Linked DNA regions of Sus scrofa: region 1 is linked to region 2. The links are chromatin contacts, called in public HiChIP or PLAC-seq maps. All regions are on one chromosome and are shown on one strand. Each heading gives the region's core, a stretch centred on a gene start, on an enhancer-like site or on the middle of the called end of the contact. The rest is flanking DNA. Distances are from core to core; before and after follow the strand shown.

Region 1 (5,558 bases), core at 784-3,283, 250 kb after region 2:
GGCCTATGCCACAGCCACAGCAACGTGAGGTCCAAGCCACATCTGTAACCTACACCACAGCTCATGACAACACCAGATCCTTAACCCACCGAGCGAGGCCAGGGATCGAACCTTTGTCCTCATGGATGCTAATAAGATTCGTTTGCACAGAGCCACAACAGGAACTCCCCGCATTTATTTCATTTAGTACCTCCAACTAAATTTAAAACACAGGTAAATTTCTGTCTTTTTCTACCAGAACAAATCTTTTTCCATGATGATCATTAAGTGGCCCCAATTATTTATTTCGTTCCTTTGATGGAATATTTTACTTTGGCTTTAACGCCTCAGAAAAAGTGCTCCTGGAATACTTTCTTGGCAGGCTTAATTTTAGTTTGTACTTCATGCCAAGAGGTATAAAATTAAATTTCTTTAAATACACAAGAGATGCAGTACAAGAAAATTAATCTGATAAAAACATTTCCAAGACAAAGAAGAGAAGCCTCCACTTACATAGAAAAAAATCAGAACTCTTTTTTTTCTAGTAGTTGGCCGGGGGGGGGGGGGGGCGGGGGGGAAGAACAGATACACACTAAGTGCAGTCCAACTGTGTTGCAAAGAGAAATGATATGGTTTAAAAACTATATTTTCTTAGGTTGGGAAGGAAACTTAATGTTTATCAAACTAAGAAGTCGAAAGAAAATCCAAGGGAGTTCCCGCTATGGCTCAGTGATAACGAAGCCGACCAGTATCTATGAGGAAAAGAAAAAACCAGTAATATCTTCCTTAAGGGGAAAAAAAGTTAATGGACAATAATAAATTACGTTAAACCCAGAGCTTCAAGAATAAAAAGGACTCAAAAGTATCAACAGTTTGTGCATGCTCCACACATCAAATCAAGGTTAGCTTAACACATAAAACATGCGCTAGTACTAATGGCTCAAACACTGCTAGACGCTTGAGCACTGGTTTTAACAAACGCATTGCAACACCTGTCTAAAAAGCAGTATCCCAAAGACTTATCTCTCTTTATTCTTCCACTCATTTCTTTACCCAAACACACATTTATTGTTACCCGGACTCGGCAGTACAAGGAACGACTCATCTCCTTTGAAAAACCAAGAAAACGAAAAGAGCTAAGAAGGGACTTGGGGGAAACACCTTAAAGGACAGAAAAGTATATTTATCGAGAGCCCACTACTTTATGCACATAAATTAGCTCAACAGTGTACTCGAAAACAGGGTCATATTGTAATTAGCGAAAGAAGACCAACACTCCTAAAAAGCAACCGGGAGAAGTGAGCGGTCCGGAAGAGGGACGACTTGACGTCCTCTCGCATCACCATCAAACCGCTCGGACCCCCATCAGCCCTTTCCCACCCTCATTTCTCAGGGAAAGAAACACACTGGGGCCGCGTGCCGGCGGCCGGCGGCATCTCCTGTCAGACGCCGGCACCCCGCGTTCCCGTCCCGCTCCTGGAGGAATGAACCCAGGCCACTCCCCGCGGGGGCCCGGCTCGGACTCCGGAAGACCGGGGGTCGAGCTGAAGGAAAGGGGGTCTTGCAAGCAAAGCTGTTAGGGCTCGGTGCCCTGGGGCAGCCCCAAGGCCAGGAGCGGCAACTCTGGGGCAGAGGCCGTGACACATCCCTCGGGAACCCCGCGGAGGGAACCGGGACAGCATTCGGCAGACTCGGGCTCCCCTCCTCTCCCCGCGTGACGTCCAGTCGGACCGGGTCCCTCTGCACCGCTTTAGGCCTTCCACCGTGACGGGACAGGATCCCGCCGGGGGTCCCGCGGAGAGAGGAAGGGCGGGCCGGCGGGCGCCCCACTGCCGGAAGGGACAAGCCCCGAAAGCAGCGTTCCCGCCTCGGCCGGGCTCACCTTCAGGTCGTTCTCGGGCAGGTACTTGCATAGACGCGCTATCTCCACATACTTGTCCAAGTCCAGGGGCGCCATTTTAGAAATAACAAGCCCCGACAGCGGCGGCGATATCGGCGGCTTTACTAGCTGCGGCAGCGGCGGAGGCCGAAGCCGGAACCCTCCCTACGTCACATCCGGCCTGTGAGAGGCGTCTGCGCAGCGGCGTAAAGTTTGACCCGATTTTCCCCGCTGCCTTGGCACGCCCCACGCCCTCGCCGGCTAAAACCAGGTTGCGGGCCCTTAGAGGCCCCCAGTTTGCATAGAGCAAGACCGGCTGAGACCCTTAGTGGTCTGCCGCGGGGGTTGCTGGGATTTGTAGTTTTCCAAAGTACCAAACAGTCTTCTTTTTCTTTTCTTCCTCTGGACTTTCACCTCTGCGGAACCCAGCGAGGCTTTTCCGGTACAAAACAGCGAAGTAGGTGACTCTACCTAGCCATTCCCTAGTTTCTCACGCCGACCTTCTTAAGCATTCTCTCACCAGAATGTCTTCAGTTAAAAATTGGATAAGCCTGGCCATCGTAGCAACCTATTCGCACCTTTCCAAGGCCCTGTGAAAACCTTGGCTGAACCCTTGACAGATAGGTTACCAACTTTCCAGGCTGGAAAGAAAAGGACCAAATACTAAGCACTTCTTATGCTAATCGTTATACAAATGCTGTTTTTCCGTGTAATCCTCATAACAAGTGATAGGAAAGGAAGGCTCAGAGAGGTTATGTAACTCTTAATCTGATCTCAATAGGGAATAGTCGGGAAGCCAAGATTGGAATAGGTCTGGTTGGTTTAAGTCTACTTCAGTCCCACGAGAGCTGAGAGGTTTTTTGTTGTTGTTGTACTCTCAGCACCAAAAACAGAGCCTGGCACTTAGTATACTTTCAACATTTCTTCACTCAACAGCTTTTTTTCTTTTTCTTTTTCTTTTTCTTTTTTTTTAGGGCCTCACCTTTGGCATATGGAAGTTGCCAGGCTAGGGGTCAAATCAGAGCTGCAGCTGCCGGCCTACCTCACAGCCACTTGGGATCCCAGCCACATTTTCGACCTACACCAGGGCTCAGGGCAATGCCAGATCCTTAACCCACTGAGCGAGGCCAGGGATCAATTCTGCATCCTCATGGATACTAGTTGAGTTCCTTACCCTAGGCTGAGCCACACAGGAACTCCCACTCAACAGCTATTAATTGAACACTTAACTAAATGCCAAGTACAGTTATGCTTGGGGTATTCAGCAGGCAAAACAAAGATCCCTATCCTCTAACTGTAGCTATATTCTAGTAAAGGAGACAGTAAATAATAACTATAGTAAATAACCGTAGAGTATATTAGAAAGTGGTAGGTGCTGGGGAAAAAAAAAAAAAAAGCCGAGTAAGGGAGTTCTAGCAATGCATATTTAAGAATCAATAAAGAGGTGGATGAGGAGTTCCCATCATGGCTCAGTGGTTAACGAATCCAACTAGGAACATGATGTTGCAGGTTCAATCCCTGGCCTTGCTCAGTGGGTTAAAGATGCGGCATTGCCGTGAGCTGTGATGTAGGTTGCAGATGGGGCTCGGATCCTGTGTTGCTGTGGCTGTGGTGTAGGCCAGCAGCTATAGCTCCAATTAGACTCCTAGCCTGGGAACCTCCACATGCCGTGGGAGCCAGCCCTGGAAAAAGGCAAAAAGACAAAAAAAAAAAAAAAAAAAAAAAAAGAGAGAGAGAGAGAGGTGGATGAGTTAGCCGTGCAGTTACTTGGGGAAAATTATAGATGAGCTGTTGAAGAGGCCCTAAGATTAAAGCGTGTCTAGAATCTTTGGGAAATGGCAAAGTGTAATTGGATCAAGGGGAGAGAAGTAGGAGAGAAGATGAAAGAAAAGAACGTCAATTTTTACTTTTGATATAACGAGAATTATTGCAGGGTTTTGAGCAGAGAAGTAATGTGATCTAACTCGTTTTAGATCCAACTACTGTATAAAACTGTAGGAGGTGGGGTTCCCACTGGGATCTGGCCTCATCTCTGCAGCACCAGGACAGCAGGTTCAATCCCCAGCCAGGCACAGTGGGTTAAAGGATCCAGCATTGCTGCAGCTGTGGCAGTATAGGGTTCAACTGTGGCTGCAATCTGATCCCTAGCCTGGGAACTCCATATCTCTTGGGGCCACCAAAAAAGAAAAAAAAAATTAAAAAGACTATAGGAGGCAATAATTGCAGCTGAAAAGTGTTAGGAGACAGTTATGTAATCCAATAGTAGCAGGTCTCAGTAAATATTTGTTCAAGTAACCCTGGACTGGATCCTTTTGATCTAAAGTGTATTTTGCCAACATTTGGCTAAACTTTATTGAGATCTCTAGGTGAAATTCTCTATTATTCTTCCAGCTATTATGCACATATGAAACTGTTTCAGGGAGTTCCTGTCGTGGCACAGTGGTTAACAAATCCGACTAGGAACCATGAGGTTTCGGGTTTGATCCCTGCCCTTGCTCAGTGGGTTAAGGATCCAGCATTGCCGTGAGCTGTGGTGTAGGTCACAGACGTGGCTCGGCGTAGGCTGGCAGCTACAGCTCGGATTGGACCCCTAGCCTAGGAACCTCCATATGCTGCGAGAGCGGCCCAGGAAATGGCAAAAACAAACGAACAAAAAACAAAAAGAAATTGTTTCAAGTAAGATTAATTTTTAAAAGTTTGTTGCAGAGGAGTTCCTGTTGTGGCTCAGTGGTTAACGAACCGGACTAGGATCCATGAGGACATGGGTTGGATCCCTGGCCTTACTCAGTGGGTTAAGGATCCGGTGTTGCCGTGAGCTGTGGTGTAGGTTGCAGACATGGCTCTGATCTGACATGGCCGTTGCTGTGGCTGTGGCTGTGGCGTGGGCTGGCAGCTACAGCTCCAATTCGACCCCTCGCCTGGGAACCTCCATATGCTGCGGGTGTGGCCCTAAAAAGACAAAAGACAAAAAAAGTTCGCTGCAGAATGGTGCCCAAAAGCATATATTTCTTTATTCAGTCAATAAATATTATATGGTACCTATAATGTTAATGAGATAGATATGATCTCTGACTTGTGGGGCTTACAATCTGATAACGAACATATAATTAATTGCAAAGTACGATTAATAGTAAAAGGGATAAAGGGGCATGGTGAGTAAGAAAAGCGGAGTAGAAGAGGCCTACTTTAGGTTGGCAATGTAGTGGAGGTATTGTGTGTAGACTCTGGCAGCGTATGGCTAGAGTTCAAGTCGAGGCTCTATTACTCCCTGTGTGATTTTGGCAAAGTTATTAATCCTTTCTGTGCTTCAGTTTTCTCAATTCCATGTGGAGAAAATAACAGTGCCTGCCTCGTATGGAGATGATAAGAATATTTACTTTCTAGGCTTGTACTGAGGGTTTTTTGTTTATTTGTTTGGAAGGTTTTATTCTTTATTTTTTGGCCACAGCCTTCAGAAGTTTCCACGCCAGGGATCAAATCCAGGCTACAGCAGTGTCAATGCCAGATCCTTTAACCACTAGGCCACCAGGGAAATCCTCATACAGTTAATATATGGAAAGTGTTTAAAATAATGTCATGTACAGTGGGTACAATGTGAGTGTTAGCACTGAATACTGGGTGAGCAGAAAAGACCTTTCTGAAGAGGTAACATTTAAGACTTTAAGGGGGAAAAAGAGGGATAATATACTCAGGGTTTTTT
Region 2 (5,246 bases), core at 2,664-5,163:
GTCGTGATCAGCCCCTCGGGGCGCGCGCCTCGCACTGGGCCAAGGGTGCGCTGGAGGGCCTGCACGACCGCGCCTTGGGCAGGGCAACCCAGGCTCCAGCAGACGCGGTCTCGCCCAGGCCTGCTTCGAGACGGGCTGCCACCCCTATTCCGCAGAAGGAAAGACAGAGGCCCAGGCAACGAGCACCTCTCCGGGCCCAGGCCTCTGGTGGAAGGCGAGAAGCCGGCTGGGGCGATGCTAGGCCATTCCGCACAGCGTCCCACAGGCCAGGCTGGCAGATGAGCTCCCAGGACTCGCCTCGCGGCCCCCACCCCAGCCCCCGAGCCCCACAACGCGCAGATGGCACCCGATACCCCGGCCCTCACCATGGCTGTGCAAGCTGCCGCCGCCGCCTTCTTGGAGGGAAAGAGGAAGAGGCGGGGCTGACCTCGGCAACTACTGCCGGGTAGCGGTGGGCGTGGCCAGTGGCTCCGCGGCCGGGGAGCTCCAGCTCCTCCCTGCTACTTCCAGCCCTACTGGCGCGCCGCGAGTAATGAGTGGTAAAGTTAGTCCAGCTCTGCTCCGGGGAGCCGGAGCCCCGCCCAGCAGTGCTCGCCTCTTCCTTAGATTTGGTCTAATGCCCTGAGCAACGCAGTGGGGTAAGCGAGGCCTGGGGTGAGGGGCAATTTGCCAGAGATGGCAGAGTGAAGACGGATTCATTTATTTCTTCATTCATTCATTCGGTAAATCTTTGCTGATCGCCCAGTCTGCACTACTTCCAGCTAGGAACCAGTGTTCCGGAATATAGGGGATGAAGGTTGGGGTTTTCAAAGATGAATTAACATGGCCCCCCTCCCTTGAGGGAACTTGAACTTCAAGGTGGGCGGGGAGGACCGGGGTCAGACAGGTATAATCCAACTGCATAAATATTCTAGTGGAGGCAGCCAGTGGTAAGGTCAAGAGCAGTCATGGCTTTTTTAGTGAACCTGACCCGGTTTCAAATTCTTACTCTGTTGCTTGGAGCTAGCTGAGACTCTAGGCAAATCAAATCCCTTCCCCTGAGTGTCAGTTTTCTCACCTGTGAAGTGTGGTATTTGTGAGGATCAGGAAAATGACATGTAAAACTCTAGTCCAAGACCTGATGTGTAACAATTGCTCAAAGTATTATCCATATTAATGCTCCCAGTTTAATGAACACTTGAGGGGGCCCTGAAAGCTAAAGGGAAGGGAAAGTGATCAAGCTTTCTAACTGGACAGTTTTATCGTTGCTCCAACCAGCAAATGTGTATCAGTCAGTGCTCTAGTGTCACTCTACTGCCCTTAACAAAGACTCATCCGCATGTCTTAGAGCTCTCATTAAAGCCAGGTTGCCCCCTGTTGCTGTCAGGTGTCACCTCCAGGGAGCCTCTGCTTGTGTCTGAAGCTTTCTGTGCAATCCTCTCTTTAGCTCCAAACACACTGAATTAAAATGAAAGTTATGTGTTTATCTCCACAGCCAGCCTGGAAGTTAGTTCCCCAAGGGCAGAACCATGGCGAACACCTGGTTTATTTTTTCTAGACTCCAGGCCCAGCACATGAATACTTGTTGGATGAATTGAATTAAGAAGCATTGCCTCAGACCACAATGAGGCAAGACTTCCAGGAAGTGGAGGGAACTAGGGAAGAGAGGGCAGAGGACAGTGCTGGTAAGGATTAGTTTTACATGGAAGTTGAATGGTGCACAGGAACTTGGCTGTCCTGTTTTTCTAAATGCTTATAGTTCTGTTAATGATTGTGTACATCTTTTTGGAACTTGAAGCCATCTATGACTACTGTTTGTTATATGCCACATCCAATCCATTTCCAAATTCTACAGCCTTTATCTTCAAAATACCCAAACTTATCCCATTTCTCTTATTGGCACCTGCCAGGCCTGAGCCACCACTGTCACTGGGACCACTGGTGTCATCTCTTAAATCACCAGTTTGGCTCTTGCTCCATGTGTTCTCAGTACAGCTGCTAGAAGGACCCTTTTCAATTTTGAGTCAAATTGTGTCACTGCTCTGCCCAGAATTTCAAGGGCCTGTCAAGACCACATCCTTTCTTCAGCCTACAAAGCCTCACCCTACAGCAGCTCCTGCCCCCACCTCCCTTCCATCTCATTTCTTCTCCCTCTTCTGCTCCAGTGTGGCTTTACTGTTTCTGGAATACACCAAGCTTGCCCTGCCTTTGAACCTTTGCTTGGCTCCCTCCTTAACTTCCTTCAGGTCCCTGTTAAGTGTCACCTCCTCAGGGCCACCTCTTGACCATTAAGGTATTCTCAGGAACTGCATGGTTTTTTTTTTTCCCCTCAGCAACCAGTTATCCCTGACATAGAATCCTATGGATTTTGAAAATTCTGCCTCCCTGACTGGAATGGAAATCCACGATCATAACCAGTGACATTATTTCATTCACCAGTTTATTTGGGGGCTTTTTCCTTACTTGTAAAAGTGAGCATTTCTGGCTTAAAGTTCCTTCTGATCAGGATGTTCTGGGAATATGAATTTCTGCTGTATTGTGGCCTGAGTCACACAGATTTCTTTCAAGGTATGGAGCTGAAAGGCAAGTTTTCCAGGACCCCTGGGACTTTTATTCAGCACCTATCCCACTGTAGGAGTCTTTTGCTGTTGTTTTGCATGCGGAAGTACCCAGGCCAGGGATAGAAGCCTTGCCACAGGAGTAAGACTGCTGGATCCTTAACCCATTGAGCTACCAGGGAACTCCTGTTGGAGTCTGTCTTTAACACCCTAGATAGCATCCTAGTCTGGCAAAATTTTTTGATCTGTAGAGACAGTTCATGAGAAGTATTTGAAGCAATGAAACGGGTCATTTCACTAACTACAGGTCTTCATTAAAAAAGAGTACTATCATATGAAAACGAAGACCCAATGTAGTCTAAGGCTAAGGCTCATTAACAGAACCCCTCAAGCAACAGCCCACGCACCACAGAGTAGCACTTGACTCTGCCGTATTTGTGCTCTGCTCAACCTTCCCCATCTCAGACTGGGGAGACCCTTACTGCTCCAGCCAGACAAGACTTCTCAGGCCCCAAGACCTCGCCCTCCGCAAGAAGGGTGGCCACTGGGCCATCTCCCTATCCCTGCCCACCTCCCCCTCGGTCAAGGTGACTGCTTCACGCGCAGGGCTCAGAATACTGAGGTCCAAATGCCTTCACTGTCTTGTCAGCACCCTGGACACACTTTAAACGTCTTTAAAATCTCCCAGTACATTAACAAGAGTCACTACAACAGTAAGGCAAAAGCAACCTCCTCTAAGCTCAGTAAGGTAGCGTCCGAAACTCCTAAAATCTGAGACCATACGTTCTCCTAACCCTACGTCACTCCCTGGGCACAAGAACTACTACTCATCCTTCAGGCCTCAGCTGGATAGGTTTCTTCTCCAAGAAACCTATCCAGCACTCGGCAGGCAGCGCTGGGTCTCTTCTCCCGGTGACCCATGCCCCCTCAATCTGGACAGTGATGACACCCAGAGTCCCCGACCATGCACGCCCTCGCCCCTTCCAGAGCCAGGGGCTCCTCCGGTGCAGGAACGAAGCCGAAGAAGAGTGCAGTTATGGCGCCGCCCAGGTGCTGAGCCTTCGCGGGATTGGGCGCCTGTTTCCCAGTCAGGAAGACTTAGGCTACACGAAGATAGGAGTCCCGGAGAGAGTCACAAGGCCGTCTTCCAGAACAGCTTCTCGGCGCTTCCCGCCACACCCCGCCCATCCCTCCTACCGGCACTTCCGGTTCCGGCGTGGCCCGGAAGTGGGCGGGCAGCTGCGGCTGCGCGCGGAGGAGGTGGAGGAGGTGCCGGGTCGCCGCTTCCCGCCCCCGAGCCGGAGCCGGTTCCGAGCGGAGTGGAGTGGAGGTCTGCCCCGGAGAGGAGCTGGCTGAGCGGGCGCCGAGCCCCCGCCATGGCCCGGAACACATTGTCCTCGCGCTTCCGTCGAGTGGACATCGATGAATTTGATGAGAACAAATTCGTGGACGAGCAGGAGGAGGCGGCGGCGGCGGCGGCCGAGCCAGGCCCGGACCCTAGCGAAGTGGACGGGCTCCTGCGGCAATATCCTTCCCCAGCGCGGCGGCCTGGGCTCCCCTTTGGCCTGGCCTTCCCACTCCCCTCATCCCCGGCTCCGGCCCTTCAGGCCGACCTCCCCAGTTCTCTCATCCGTGGTTCCCTCAGGTCAGTCTCTCAGCTCCCTACCGATCCAGCTCCCCTCGGACCAGGCATCCCCACTTCTCTCACCCGGCCTCTCTACTTCCCTTGTCCCCGGCCCGGACCCCTGGAGCCCCTGTATCCTGGTGGGCCGGCTTGCTCGGCGGCCCCAGCAGCATGCCGGACTGGCGTCTGGCTCGGCTGGCCCCTCCTCTGCGAGGCCTCTCCTCTTTCCTCCCCCTTGCCTCCTCATCCCTCTCAGGCTGGCCCTTCCTTGGGTGCCCTGTCACTCCATCTCTCCCAGGCAGGAAACAGGGCCATTCTCGGGCTTGATCGGCGGGAGGGGCCAAGGTGAGCTACCGCTGAGTAATTGAGAGGCCAGGGCGGCTCCCAGACACAGTCCTCTCGGGCTGGATTGCAGCACCACATGAAAATAGGTGGGTGGGTGGCTTCGGGGAAGAAAGGACCCACGTGGGAGCGAAGGCTGCAGCCTTAGCCTTAGTCCGGCCCTGAGGTCTGCGATTCCATCTCCCATCCCAGAATCGTTCTGAACGTTCCAGCTTGATGCCCCTCTTTCTCACCTCTTCGTACTTTCCTACAACCGTTGGGCTTTGGACCTCCATGGTCTTAGCCACTTTCAACAAGTGAGTCTTGGCTCCTTCCCCCCAATAGCCTTCTTGTTCAGAAAGCAGTGGAAAAAACTAGTAGTTTAGAGCTAAGAAAAACCAGGCAACGTAAAGTGAGATGTAAAAGTAGAGCCCCACGACTGGAAATGAGTCTTCTGTGGTCACAGAAAACAAGCATTTAGAAAACAAGATTAAAAATAGAGGTGGTTGTCACAGCCTGCTTGGTCGCTTAGCAGTTTGAGCACAGGAAACTGACTTATTCTCACAGGAAGGATTTTTCTTTATTCAAATAGTGTTACAGGAAGTGCCCACCCCTCCCCCGCACTTGCCAGGGCAAGGTTGGAGGCTCAGGCTGTACTGTATATAAATCAGGTTCTGGGTGTTTAATCATTTGACTCAGCTTGGCAAGTCGAACCCATTTGACTGCCTTTGGGAGGAGTCCTGCAGTGTTCCTCCAGTGGGCCT

What was found. HiChIP or PLAC-seq counts read pairs in DNA pulled down with a chosen protein or histone mark.
Region 1: an H3K27ac HiChIP or PLAC-seq map of alveolar macrophages shows a contact between it and region 2. The contact joins the promoter of PPP6C here to the promoter of ARPC5L in region 2. A contact is called at or near these places in 3 of 5 promoter capture datasets (fetal liver, fetal skeletal muscle and liver) and 1 of 2 datasets of contacts at active chromatin or transcription factors (alveolar macrophages).

What each region holds. Positions count from the first base shown.
Region 1 is chr1:265,896,113-265,901,670 of Sscrofa11.1, forward strand. It overlaps PPP6C (protein phosphatase 6 catalytic subunit), which reads right to left and starts at 2,034. Exons shown (of 7, transcript NM_001244404.1): 1 at 1,862-2,034. The coding sequence starts at 1,936. It also overlaps a transcript of RABEPK not described here.
Region 2 is chr1:265,641,887-265,647,132 of Sscrofa11.1, forward strand. ARPC5L (actin related protein 2/3 complex subunit 5 like) reads left to right here and starts at 3,914. Exons shown (of 4, transcript NM_001185134.1): 1 at 3,914-4,062. The coding sequence starts at 3,914. It overlaps RPL35 (ribosomal protein L35), which reads right to left and starts at 392. Exons shown (of 4, transcript NM_214326.2): 1 at 366-392. The coding sequence starts at 368.